2 separate regions of the Anas platyrhynchos genome follow, and region 2 is linked to region 1. A link is a contact called in public Hi-C data. All regions are on one chromosome and are shown on one strand. Each heading gives the region's core, a stretch centred on a gene start, on an enhancer-like site or on the middle of the called end of the contact. The rest is flanking DNA. Distances are from core to core; before and after follow the strand shown. Region 1 holds the start of NPHS2 (NPHS2 stomatin family member, podocin). Region 2 holds the start of TOR3A (torsin family 3 member A).

What was found. Hi-C and Micro-C count contacts between places; a contact is called where the count stands out from the background.
Region 2: a contact with region 1 is called in a Hi-C map of subcutaneous adipose tissue, with 2.1 times the contacts expected there. The contact joins the promoter of TOR3A here to the promoter of NPHS2 in region 1. A contact is called at or near these places in 2 of 8 Hi-C or Micro-C datasets (F5 follicle and subcutaneous adipose tissue).

Annotation. Positions count from the first base shown.
Region 1 is chr8:18,722,370-18,729,004 of IASCAAS_PekinDuck_T2T, reverse strand. It overlaps NPHS2 (NPHS2 stomatin family member, podocin), which reads right to left and starts at 1,838. Exons shown (of 10, transcript XR_011810974.1): 1 at 1,148-1,838; 2 at 168-271. It overlaps TDRD5 (tudor domain containing 5), which reads left to right and starts at 3,592. Exons shown (of 11, transcript XM_072041760.1): 1 at 3,592-3,939; 2 at 5,447-5,845. The coding sequence starts at 3,729.
Region 2 is chr8:18,857,625-18,863,780 of IASCAAS_PekinDuck_T2T, reverse strand. It overlaps TOR3A (torsin family 3 member A), which reads left to right and starts at 2,287. Exons shown (of 6, transcript XM_021272304.4): 1 at 2,287-5,648; 2 at 6,000-6,113. The coding sequence starts at 5,360. FAM20B (FAM20B glycosaminoglycan xylosylkinase) reads left to right here. Exons shown (of 8, transcript XM_038183030.2): 8 at 1-1,295.

The sequences.
Region 1 (6,635 bases), core at 589-3,088:
CATCTCTGAACTGGGTAGGCTGAAGGTTGTGTTTAAAAGTGAACAGACCTGCAATTTGTTTAAAAACAGGAACTTAAGCCAAAGCTTTATGCCAATATGTACCAGCGGGGCACATCCACACCAGGCACTGAATACCACATGTAAAGAGGCACTGTGCCTGTTCTCACCTTCATGCAGAACCAGACAGAAATGGGGAAGGTCATTACGATGAACAGGAAAGACAAGATAGTCAGCAGCCACTCGCAGATGCCGAGACCTGGTGACTTTATACCTAGGGAGAAATCAAATCCAACATGGTTGAGTTAGGAGAGGACAGTTCCCAGAATACTGATAGCCTGGCAACTGCCTGCACAGATAAATGTCAGTGTCATCCTTTGCCTAGACCTGGCATGTTTGAACCATTTGGCACTCTCTGGATCTGTGTTTAAAAAACAGTTCCTGTCTCAGGGGGCCAAGAGCTGCCAGGACAGACTGACAAATTTTATCTCTGCATTACTGACAGCAATGGAGCCACACTTCCCCACGGTGCCTTTACTAAAGAGCACTTTTCAGCTTGAAGGCCTGTGGCTACCAAGCAGTGTTGGAAGGCTCAGAATGGGCAACTTGCTGGCTGAGCTGGGATCCCAGAAGCATATTTAGAAAGACAAGCTAATGACAAAGAGAAGGATTGCAAATAAGAGGTAGCTTTCAACACACACAGCCTGTAAGTACCCCTCTCTATCAGGGGCATCCAAAATATCCTGAGGACAATTTTAGTCCCATTCCAGAGAAGAGGAGCTGTTCTCAAGGGTTATCTAGAAGGGAGCTATAAGTTCATGGCCCTAAGAACTCTGCTGTAAAGCTATCCGTGTCCACCTAAAGAAGGGCAAGCCAGAAAATTATGAACAAGAATAGAATTGGGGATTAGTGAGCTGAAGCAAAATGGATTCTGGGGATGTAAGTGCTGGTTGCAAAGTTCATTGCTTTGCTAGGCAGTGCTGATCTTCCTGTACTGACTGTAGAAGTTGGCTGGGAGGCTGGCTGGCTATCCATCTTGAGAATAACTACACAGCCGTGCAAGGTGAGCGTGGCAACACTCACTGTGCAGAAAGCAAAGTCACACTGTGACCCACACAGTTTTCTGCCCCTTCCCTTCTATAAGCCATACCTTCTTCATGACGCTCGCTGTCCAGCAACATCATTGCCTCCATTTCTTCATCAGATATCACATCATCCACATCCACCACCGTGGATGTGTGCACCCGACCATCAGTCCCTGCAATGCTCTTGATCTCCTTTTTTTTCTCCTGTTCTACATCTCCTGTTTCTTTGTTGGCTTCTCTGCTGCTCTCCCTCTTCTCTCGTTTCTTCCGTGTAGCCAGGGGCTCTCTGTTTCTCTTACGAGACTCCCTGGAAGAGCTCCGAGACCTCTCATCCATCCTCATCTGATTCTCTGTATTGAGGAGCATGCAGCTTCCTGTGGGAGTAGGATGAATTTGTGCTTGAATTTATTGCTGCAGGCAAGGGAGGGAAGAAGGGGAGGTGTCAGATCAAGGAGGCTTGTTCCAAGTTTATCACAGGCTTGTCAGACATAATGGGCAGTGAAGTGAACAAGCTGTTTCCCAGCTGCTCTGCTCTCATCTCACACTGCTGTGGAGATGGGAAGGAAAGTTAGACCTGGACAAGGTGGACTCCAGGGTAGCTTTCTGTTTGTATCTTCCTGCCCTTGGAAATAAAGTATGATCAAAAGCCCTTGTGATTTTTAGCAGATGGTTTTTACAAAGTTGTTGAAAAGCAACCTAAAAGTAACTGGCAGATATTTGGCTCTGAAGACCTGAGATGTGACTGGTACAATAAACACCAGGGTAAAAAAAAAAAAAAAAAAAAAAAAAAAAAAACATACTGGTGAGATCTGTGGCTTATCTGAGTGTTTGGGAGGGCTGTTGCAGAGAACAGCTAGGTGAATAGCATCTCATGCTATTAAGTCTGTTCCTTAAAAAACCTGGCAGTCACAGTGGTGCGATATTGACTGCAAAATTTCTCTTGGGTTGCTGCACCTTTTAGCAGGGAGCCAAACTAGCTGTTCCCAGTTCAGCCCCAAACTTTCCAGAATGGGTGACAAGCAGGGAAGTCATTGCTAGGATAGGGTCAATGAATCTCTCTTCTAAATGGCCAGAAAAGTTTGTGTGTAAAATGCCTCCATAGTTTTCCACAGCAGGAGTGAGGCAGCACAAACACGGGAGCTTTTTCTGTCAGAGAGAGCTGCCACAGCACAGCACAGGCTGTGGTGGCATCTGTGGAAACCTTGCAAGAAACACTTCTAAAGTGCTACAGATCACACTATGTCACTGACTGTATTAAAGAAATCAGCACCTGACTGGAAATCACACTACAGCAAGACAAGGCTGGAACATAAAAGCCATGACTTCCCTGTCAGGCAGGCAGTGCTGAGCTCAGGGTTTCCCACTTGGCCTCTGGCAGGGAGGTATGTTATGCGGAGGAGCTGCTGGAGGGAGCCCGGAAGACAGTCGGGGAGGTGTTGCTCTTGTTTTTTCACAGATTCCTGTCTTATTGGAGGCTTTTGGCCTGCCCAGAGTCAGGATATCAGAGCCAGGGATGGCAGGAGTGCCAGCTCGTCGCTTTCTCTGCTCTGTCATGCTTTGTGCCTCATCAGCAGGTCACTGGGGGAGTGATGAATGTGGAGGGCTAATGGATGGTGAGAAAAGCTGGGTGCAAATAGGCTGTAATTAATAAATTCATACTGCCTGTATTTGCTTTGGAGATGCTCCAGAGACTTGTTTTACTTTTAACACTCAGAGAGGTGGAGACAGTCTTCAGCTGCTGGAAGTGCAGGTGGTTTAAGAAGCAGTGAACAATGTCTCAAGCTTGGTTTTGGCCAGGCAGCACAAACTCTGGCCCATTTACTTCCAAAAGCTCCGCAAGGCTCTTTAAATCTTAAAAAGCCCTGCAGCTTTCTAGTTGTGTCTGACGTTCTTTCAGCCAATGACTCCTAAATCCTCAGTCCCTGTGGGGCACTTTGGGGTGCTACCTCAGGACCGAGGAGGTACTTTGAGGGCATGTGCTGAGGTGGGTTTGCAGAGTATTATCCTGAAACCTCTATTTTTAGTCCCCATTGCCACCCTGAAATATATCCCTGTGTGGAAACCAAACAGATCCTCAAGCAAGTTTCTTAAGTAACCTCGAAAACAGTTACTGCAATACAATTCATGACGCGTTAGCCTTGGGAAAGGCACTCCACCACATATTCTCCTCTCACACAGGACTAAAATGCGCAAGGCCACCCTTAATAATATTGTCATTAGAGTTTAAATATTGTTTTCTTCAAGAAATTGGAACTTTTTAGTCCGCAGCTCTGACTTTTCCTGTCAGAAGCCACGCGCACCTAACCCCTCCGCTCCTCCTGGCGGAGGCTGAGGGAGGGACACCCCCCCACACAGAGCGGCGCCGAGGAAAATGGCGGCCGCCGCCCCTCAGCCCAGAGCGGCCCCGCCCTCGCGCCGCCGAAGGGCGGGAAAGGGAGCGCGCAGGCGCAGTGGGAGCGAGGCGGCGGCGGCGTCGCGGGGTTAGCAGGGGTGGTGGAGCGGGCAGAGGGAGCGGAGCTTGTACCGCCGCCCCGCGGGTGTGAGGTGGTAAAAAAAGGCTCTTCCCTGCCTCTGGGCAGCCGCTGTCCCCGTGCTGTGAGGCGTTTTCTGCTTGTTTTTGTCTCCCAGTGTGAGCAGGGGTGGCTCATGGAGGTGCTGCAGAAGGAGGTGAGGTCGCTCCTGATGGCTACCAAGCAGGGCTTGAGCCCTGAGCAGCTGGAGCAGGAGTACGCGGCCATGGTGGGCAGGCCTCTCCCCCTGCGCGACCTGGGCTTCCGATCCACCATGGAGCTGGTGGCAGAGATGCCCAAAGTTGTCAGAGTCTGTCCCAACGGCAAGGGCAGCGTTGTCCTCAAAGGTGAGGCTTCCTTTCCTCGCAGGGTGTTTGGCACCGCGCGCTGGGAGGAGGCAGTGCCCCAAAATACTGAGGGTTTGCTGGGTGCGTTCCCAGAGCTCTGGGTCCCATCTCTGTTACTCTTCCTCACGTTACTGTTTTGTTCCTTGTCTTTGATGTTTTTTTTTTCCTAGATCTCAATCTACTTTGTAATGTTTTTCTGCGCCTTCCTCTTGAAAAACCCCATATGTTTCTAATTTTTGTACATTTTACGTTCTGCACTTAATTCAGTTTTGTCTCTTGTGGGTGCACCAGAACTGTTAAGCTCCACTTTTCCCATAAACGCAGGCTTCAGCAGGAACATAATCAGGGGTAAGGCATATTGGGCCAAGCTGTAAACATTTCCTTTCCTGGCCCTAAGGGAGGGAAGCTTAGTTTGTATTAAAGAAGACTTCTAATTTTCCTTAGCTTTGGGGAGGAGCTATGGAAATAGCTGTAGGTGTAAAAAGTTGATTGGGAGGAGTGAAATGTTATTTTTGTAGAGCCCTACAAAACAAGAAAAGGCTGTTAAAAGGCATGGGGAGCACCTGGGCTGCTCTCAAGGGAGGCCTCGCCTGGATATACTCTGTCACATGGAGCCCAGCCAAAACCAGGCTGTAACTGCCTGCTTCTGCAGGTGCTGAGGGCTATACGAGACACTTTGGCATTGTCTGGGATGCTTTGCAGGGCCCCTGTCCAGGGATCCCTTCTGTTTCAGCTGCTTGCTGTTGTCTGGCTGAGTGGCAGAGCACAGAAAAGCAGTGGATGAAGAAGGTAAGCAAAGGTCTGGTATCGGTCCTGCTTTGAGTTGTGGAGCTTGGACCACATGGCCTCCAGAGGTGCTTTCTAATCTGCTTTATGGTGTGATTCCAACACTTTTGCCTCCAGCTGAGAGTAAGAATTGAGGATGAACTTGAAGGACAGCTGCACAAACATGGCTTTTTCTCAAGTGTCACTGGTAGCACCTCTTAGTTTTGTAAAGTGGTCAGAGAAGCTTAGGTTTTTGGTTGCATTAGTTTTCTTGTTTCATTTGTAGGCCCTTTCAAAAATGACACTTGAGTCCATCAACATCCTGATGCTCTTAGGCTATGGTGAAGTCTTACTTAATTCTGCTAAGGGGAGTAGCAAGTTATTTACTGTTTTACCAGCAAAACCCACAGCCCTTTCCTCTTGTGATCCTGTACACAAGTGTTCGATCACCCTACCTTGGATCTGGATTTAAAGGGTTGAGGGTTCAGGATGACTGTTGGTTGTTAAATTTGATTCAGCCCAGTTTGCAAAAAGAAAGGAGAAGTGTTTGTCATGCTGGAAGCCAGCCATGATTTAGTGTGATTGCTTTTGAAACAGGTACCTGTCTCTGAAAAAGCTGGTGGTGGAAAGGAGAGAAAAGTGGAAAAAAGCAATTTGCCTATTTTGAGCTTTTAATGGTTTACTCTTTTAGTGGTTCTAATAGCTTTTTTTTTTTTTTTCTTTTTTTTTTCCCCTGTTGTAGCTATTGCAGATGAGACCACCAAAGAGATTTCCAAACTGATTGCCAAACAGAGAATAAGCAGTAAGGCACGGAATGCTGCTAAGAAGGCAAGTGCAGCTGCCTTCAGGAAGCAGCAGAGTTTCTCTCTAAGGGGCAGGACTCCTGCTCTGCCAGCAGCAGTGAAGAAGGAGCTCCAGGAGCTGCTGAGTTCCTCACCGCTTCTGCTCTTGGACTTCAATAATGCATACTCCAGACGCTTTGGGCGGACGTTTCAGTACACGCAGTATGGGTTTCTCTCCATGTTTGAAGTCCTCAGAAGCGTGTCGGATATCATTGTGGTTAAGCAGACAAGAGGAGGTTCCTTGTTAACCCTCAAGGAGAGCTCATCAAGTGACACAGAGCAGGAAAAGATGCCACAAGGTGAGGCTGTGTTATTTAACTTGAAACATAGCTCTCGTAAGCACCATGGCCAAGCAGCCATGTCTCAGGTAGATGTTGCTGCATTTCTAGTTGCAGTAGTAGTCCCAGTTCCCCTACAGCTTAGTGCAGAAGGACTGTGGGGTGCTGCAGAAGTGGTTGTTACAAGGGAGTTGTCTCAGTAGCAGAGACCTTTACTGGAAGATTTCTACAGGTTGCTACTGGTTTTTGGTGGCAGGTGAAAGAAAGAATGCTGAGATGCTTCAGCGTGTGGGCTTTCTGAGAGTGTGCATGGGATGAATTTCTAGTCATTCTAGGCAACAGATAACAAAACTGTAGGAATCTCTTGAATGTCTGCTCCACAGGCTAGTAGAGCCTTTCCAATGCACTTTTTGAGACTGAAAATCTAGCAGTGCTAGTCTGAAAGGCTCAGCTATGATTTTCTACAGAAGAGACTGCAGGTGTCCTCAGTGTTCCCATAACAGCTATGAGAGAGGGCAGAAAATCCCATACAGTTCTGGCCAAATTCCCAACTTGTCTGGGGAGAATTAATTTTTGCATCATTCTAGGAATTAGCTCAACCCTTAGCATGCTCGCCAGCAGAAGTTATTTTAAAATGTATCAATACAGTGAATGATGCCTCTCTAGTGAATATACGTGAATGTGGTGACTGTGAATGGTCCAGAGATCAGGAAGACGCTACCTGTGCTTTCTTTCATTTTCAGATGTTTTGTCTTTCTGCTTAATATGTAGCTCTGCATCAGTCCAAGAAAGAATAACGTACAAGTTACTG
Region 2 (6,156 bases), core at 1,038-3,537, 130 kb before region 1:
TGAGTGAATGCTTTTGTTCTGAAGCAGAATAGGTCCACACTAAGCCATTTTGGCATAAATTTGTTTCCCAAAAAGTTCAAGGTGATTTACGTGAGAGGGGAGACTGAAGCACATGAGAGCGGCTTGAAGTATTTTTTTTTTTTTTTCTCTGAGCAAAATCATGAGCACTTAATATTTTGGGAAGTCTCTGTGGAAATTTGAAGATCAGATTTGTATTTCAGCACTGCTGATGATTCGCATTTGACTCAGTAACAAATTCTAAAAAACCCTCTGTCTTTATGAAATGAAATTCATGTTCAAGGCTTATGCTTTGCTTGTTTATGAGCTTTTAAGCTGAATCTTGCAGTCAGATCCGATCTGGGGATAAGTTTTCCTTCAGTATGAATGTCAAAGAATTAAAGTACTGTACTGGTTTAGTTGTAAACAAAGGGCATGAAGTCAAGCATCATCATTTAGGAGGAAGCAGGAAATAGGTGCTTTTTTCCTTCTTTTCTTTTTGTTTTATTTTGGTCATATTGACTCTTGTGGTCACTGGAGCTTGGTGTCCTGCAGCAGGAAAAAAGAATCAATTCCTCTCTTACCCAGAATCAGGAAGATCCAATTTTGGCATTGTAATCATTGATGTTTTGGCAGAGATTGTTGTTTCGCTTTAATATGGAACCCTGAGAATTTTAAAGTCAGTCGTAACCATTGCAAAGGAAATAAGAAGCAACATCCAGATGCAAAACGGAGTCTGCTTGAACCTCTAAAAAATGTTGTTGTTTGTGAGGCAGGTGCTATGCTGTCTGTTGATGAGGTTTTCATGACACTTCTAATTCTTGTTCACTGTGCACACTGTAATTCGCTGGCTCCAGATGTTACAAAATGGTTATGTTGTGGATATTAGTAATATCAGAGCGCTTGAAGCACAGAAATCAAGAACTAATTAAAAAGAGAGCATCATCAGCCATCTGCTATTTATCTCCTCCTTCCGAAGGCAGCAGTCGGGCTGGAGGAAACACCGAAATCAGCTCCTCTTCCAGCAGCTAATGAACTGGAGTGTGTCTTGCCAAACAAACTTCAACTGCAAAATAATAATTTATTAAGAAGGTAATTTATTTGCTGCGGCAGCTGGAGCAAGATGCTTGAAACAGACACCCCTGTTGGAGCTGTCAGAGGATTGCCCCTGGGAGCAGCTGCACAAATGAAGGTTGCTAATAAGAAAACGGAATGCAATCATGACTTTCTACTTGTATCCCCCAGGGTCAAATCCCACATAAAGCAACATTGTGTGAATAAAGATTTTAATAAAGCAACGCTGATGGATTGTTTAAGTTTCTCTCCATGCCTTCCCCCTCTCCCCATTTCCTACATTTACTGGATTGAACGTTTGAATCGTTTTGCTACTGGTGTTTCCCAGTTATTCCTTCACTGATGCTTACCGATGGCATTTGTTCCAGGGATGTATTTATTTTCAAGAACGGGATCAAATGCGCAGCTTGGTTGCGAGAGCTTTGCTGGTAAGGCAGGATGTGCTCAAGAAGAGTGTACCAAAGTGATGCTAACAAAACACAGCCAGGCTTAAATGGTCTCCAGAGAGCAAATCTATTTGGCTTTGTAGTGTGCATCCCAGGGCCCTGCATCTGCCAAACACCTAGGCTGATTTCTTGCTTGTGTCCCAGTAGGCTGGCTCGTTGTACGGTGTATTCACTTGGCAAAAGGTATGTATATAAATTGGCAAGTGTTTGTGGTTGGCTTTTCTAAGCTTTTATTGAAGCCTTATTATAAGACACGGCAAATACACAGCCATCAAAGACCTGTTCCCACAGAGCATGAAGATCTCATCTTGCTGGATCGGAGCTTGTTTTTGCAATAACCTGCTGCACTGAGCTTTTCAGAGGTCAAGGTGACTCTCGCAGCACTGAACGTCAGGCATCTGGAAGCAAAGGAAGCCGCTGGTTGCTGCTGTGGCCTTGAGATGACTTCGGGACGAGCTGCCGGCCTCATGTGGCTCTGGGGACCGGCACACCGTGAAACCACCGAGTCACCGTGGTCATGGAAATGTGGGAACGCTCTGACCTGGCCTGCACCATCAGAATGGTGTCGGTACGTGGCCAGGAGCTCTGATTTTTCTTGAACTGATTTCTCGGGTGGAAACACCCTGCTGCGTAACAGGGTGAGAGTTTATGTAACCATAAAGTTTGAAATGTTTCTGATTATAAAATGAACATTGGCTTTACAGAATACACAGAAACAGCTTCAAGCCAGTGGAAAAGAACGTGGTTTTGAAAACCAGCTCTCTTCCTGAATTTCCTTCAGATTATTTCCCTACAATTTTTTGATTCTAAAAAGTAGAAAGGAAAAGAAGTTTGTGGCGTGTGTGGCATTAGTGCTCTGTTTTTTCTTTGCAGCCTCAATATTTTTAGGAGACTGGGGGTAGAACTTGGTGGGAGAAAAAGAGGGAGAGAGATCCCCCAATCTCCTTTATTCCACATCTTTATTTTATTTGCTGATCTAATCCTTGTCTGCATTATGCTGAGCTGCTGGAGAGGCTCTCCTCCTGCTGCCTTCTGTCAGAGTTCATCTGTGGAAGCGTAGCAGGAATTACTGTGTGGAAACTGAGAAAAACCGTAAAAGGGTGGATGCACAGCGTTTCCCCGTTGAGCTGATACAGCTGTAGCTTAAAATCCCAGACTGCAAGGTGCCCTCTGTCTGCTTGTACCGAGTTGTCAGAGGTGCTGAATAAGCCAGGCATCTCCACATTTTTTGCAGTACTGATTTTTCTTTCTCTTTAGATGATACCTGCAGTCAGACCCAACCTGACCCGAGATCATGGATTTTTAATCAGATGGATGCTGTTCGCCAGGACTGCTCTGGAATAACTGTTACATTATGTCTGGGGCTGCGCAGCCCCCTGCAGCTTCCTGTGAGACTGCCAGCTGAAGACCAGCAAATACTATAGCAAGAGCTTGAGATTCAGCAGAGGAAGGAAAAAAAAAATAGAGATGTAGTCCCAGCAAGCTGCACTAGGGCACTGCCTGTCTGCTGTGCTTCCCAGCCTGTCCTTCCTAGCCAGGTATGAGTGAGTTCTTCCCTTGCAGAGCACCAGGGTCTCTTCCGCCCTTCTGCACCTTCCTATCTAGTCCTTGGGCATAATTTCTTGCCTGAGGTCCTGCAAAGGGGTTTGAATTATTAAGGATTCTGGATTTTTTTTATGTTACTTTTTTTTTCCTTCAGTTCCTTGTTAACCTCAGCCTGGTCATCAGGATGTAGTTGGCAGGTTACTGAAAAACGACTTTCATTTTCCTCTCTAGCTCTCGCAATGTGCTACACTTACGTGAGCTGACACCCCAGGAACTGTGCTGTAGCTCCCTGGAGCTGTTGTGGGACTGTCAGTCATTTCATCTTTCCGAATCTGCTTTTTCTTTTTTTTTTTCTTTGGAACATTGAAGCATCTGCTTTTTGTAGTAAAGACCAGCCCATTTGATCAGCTCTTTTCAGCTAAAACATTTATCCCAGGAGGGCAGGGCTTGAATGTCACAACTGTGATGTATTTTTTTCTCATAAATCCACATAAGGGCTTCAATTCAGATGCTTCCGATGGTTTTCAGAAAGATTGGTGGCAATTTCATTTTTCTGTAGCTGCAGTGCTTTTGGTTTTGGATGTTTTTTATGTGCACTGATTTTAGTTCTGGTTTAGTTGAATTACAGCAACTAGTGTTAAGGGTTTAGCCTCAAGGATTATTAAATTGGAGGGGGCAATTATGCTAATCAGTACGAGTATCTTATTCATGCAGATTTGCAATATTTATAGCCACCTGTAGATGGAGATCTGCTCCACTCCATGCCCTGGTGGTGCTGCAATCCTGCTCCCCATCCACCTGAATGAGTGAATTGCATTTAAGCGTCCACTTCATTTTTCTGAGCACTTGGGATAACCTTGAAAACTTTCCACGTTGGAAATAATGCGTCTCAGCTTTGTTTTGGTTAGGGTAAGTTGTGGGAGGACTTGTTCTGATGCTGGATAACTCGTGTAAGCAATAGTTTCTTACAGTAAGCCAGCAGTGGGTATACCTCGGGGTAAAATGCAAGATAAAAGGCACTTATCCACTTTTCGTCTCCCCCACACAGCTGAGTTTGTGTACTTGGCATGTCAGTGCTGACTAGTTTTCCTCCGGAGGGTTCAAGTGTGCCTTTCCTCTACTGCCTGCTTCCAAAATTTCAGCCAAGCTTTGCCTGGGATCCTTGCACCCTGCTAAAGCAAGAGCAGCCAGTCTTAGGGACTGCTCGCTGCTTCCCCATACAGAGGGGGTTTTACAGCTGTTTAGAGAAAAATTGGTTGGTGGTGGAGAGGTCAGTGGTGGTAACGAGTTGTACCACAGCTCTCCTACATGATTTTGTGGTGATTCTCTGCTGATCTGAACCATTTTCCTGCCTGTTTTCATGGAGTCCCCCCTGTCCCTGTTTATGTACTGGTGTACAGAGATGCGCTGATGTAAAAATCACCAGCGAAACTCTTTACTGTAGGTGAGGAATGTGACACAGCGCATCACAGCACGCCCATCCCAGAGTCAGCCACAAAATCTTTTCTCCTGGAGCTATGGCACAATTGCTAAACCGAACTCACACCCGAACAGCGAGCAAGTAACGCCCAGAGAGCTCATGGCAGCTCTGCGTGCTGCCGGTCTGACTCATCCCCGTCTCCTGCTCCCTTGTTTGTGCCAGTTATTTTTGTGTCCCCTTGGAAATGACCCTGATGAACAACCACCCATGCCTGTGTAACCAGCTGTCTTCCCAAAACAGCAAGCCCAGAGGCAGGTAGAGACCTTCCCAAAGTCCCCCCTCACATCTCTGTCAACGGGTGAGTGTTTTAGATTTGTGTTTCAGATTTGTGTGCGTTTCAGCTGCCACAAAAAGCAGTCCAACCCCCTAGCAGCACCCGAGCGCACTGCTGGAAAAATCCCACTCCTGGAAGCCAAGCCCACCGCCCCGTCCTGCTTAAGTGCTCAGCAGCAACACCTCACCCGGGCCACGGGGCTCCCTAAAAGCGCTTATTGGGCACCCTTGGGTGCCTTCTGGGCAGAGGGAGGCAGGAGCCTGAGCTGGGACAATCCCAGGGGCTGGTTTTGCTGCGTGGCGCTGGGAGGAGGAGCCATTCCCAGCCCAGTGCCGTGCTGTGGGGACCGCGGTGCGGGGCAGGGGCCGTGGGGTGGTGTGGCTGGGCCCTGCGAGGTGTGGTGGTGCCGCCAGCCCGCGGCTTCCCCCAGCACGACTCCGTTTGCGGGCGGCCAGGAAGTGAGATCACGGCTCCAGCCGTTTGAGGCAGGACGGGATCCAGAGGGATCCAGCAGGGCAGGATCCCAGCGGGGCATCCACAGCCATGGGCCGGAGCAGGCTCCTGTCCCGCCTGGGGCTGGCTGCCTGCCTGCTGCTGCTGCTGGGGGGCTCCGAAAGCCTGGGGAGCCAAGAGAAGCAGCAGGGACCCTGGGAGGAGGACCGGAGAGCCGTGACGGAGGCGGCCCCGTGGGCCAGAGCGAGGTACGAAGCCGTGAAGAAGCACTTGGGAGCTGTGGGAGCTCTCTCCAAGCAGTACTGGCAGTACCTGGCTTGCAAGGTGTCGCAGGAGGGCTGTGAAGAGGAGGGGAAGAGGAAGGCCGGTCCCAGCCCAGGTAAGCTCCCTCCTCTCCCCTTCCTGTGCCCTGGGAACAGCAGTGGGACCAAATGCTTCCCTGTGCCTGCGTGGGGGTCTGCACCCCCAGCTCCTGTGGCTGCTGCGGGGATGGGGCTCCCCCCATTGCTCGGCATGCAGCGGGTGCCACAAACACGTGTGTTGGGGCAGGGGGTGTGCTTGCAGCTCGTGTGGCTCCGTGTCCCTGTCTGAGCCAGCTGCAGCCCGTTATCCCCTGTGGGCCCCCACACCTGAGGCAGGGCAGTAGTTAACTGTGAGCACCTGAGCGCCCACACACAGCACAGGAAAGGCACCTGCTGGCACAGCTCTGCTCTGGCCCCTGTCTTTCCAGGTTGGAGCTTGCCTCTGGTGGGCCAGGATTACCTGGAGATCTTCTCTGCGTGGTACTGCAGCTTCGGCAAGTGCTGCAAGACAGGAGACTGCAGGATAGTCAACAACATCACAGGTAGGTGCTGTGCTGCTTCTTGGGAGAGCTTGGGCTGGGCTTT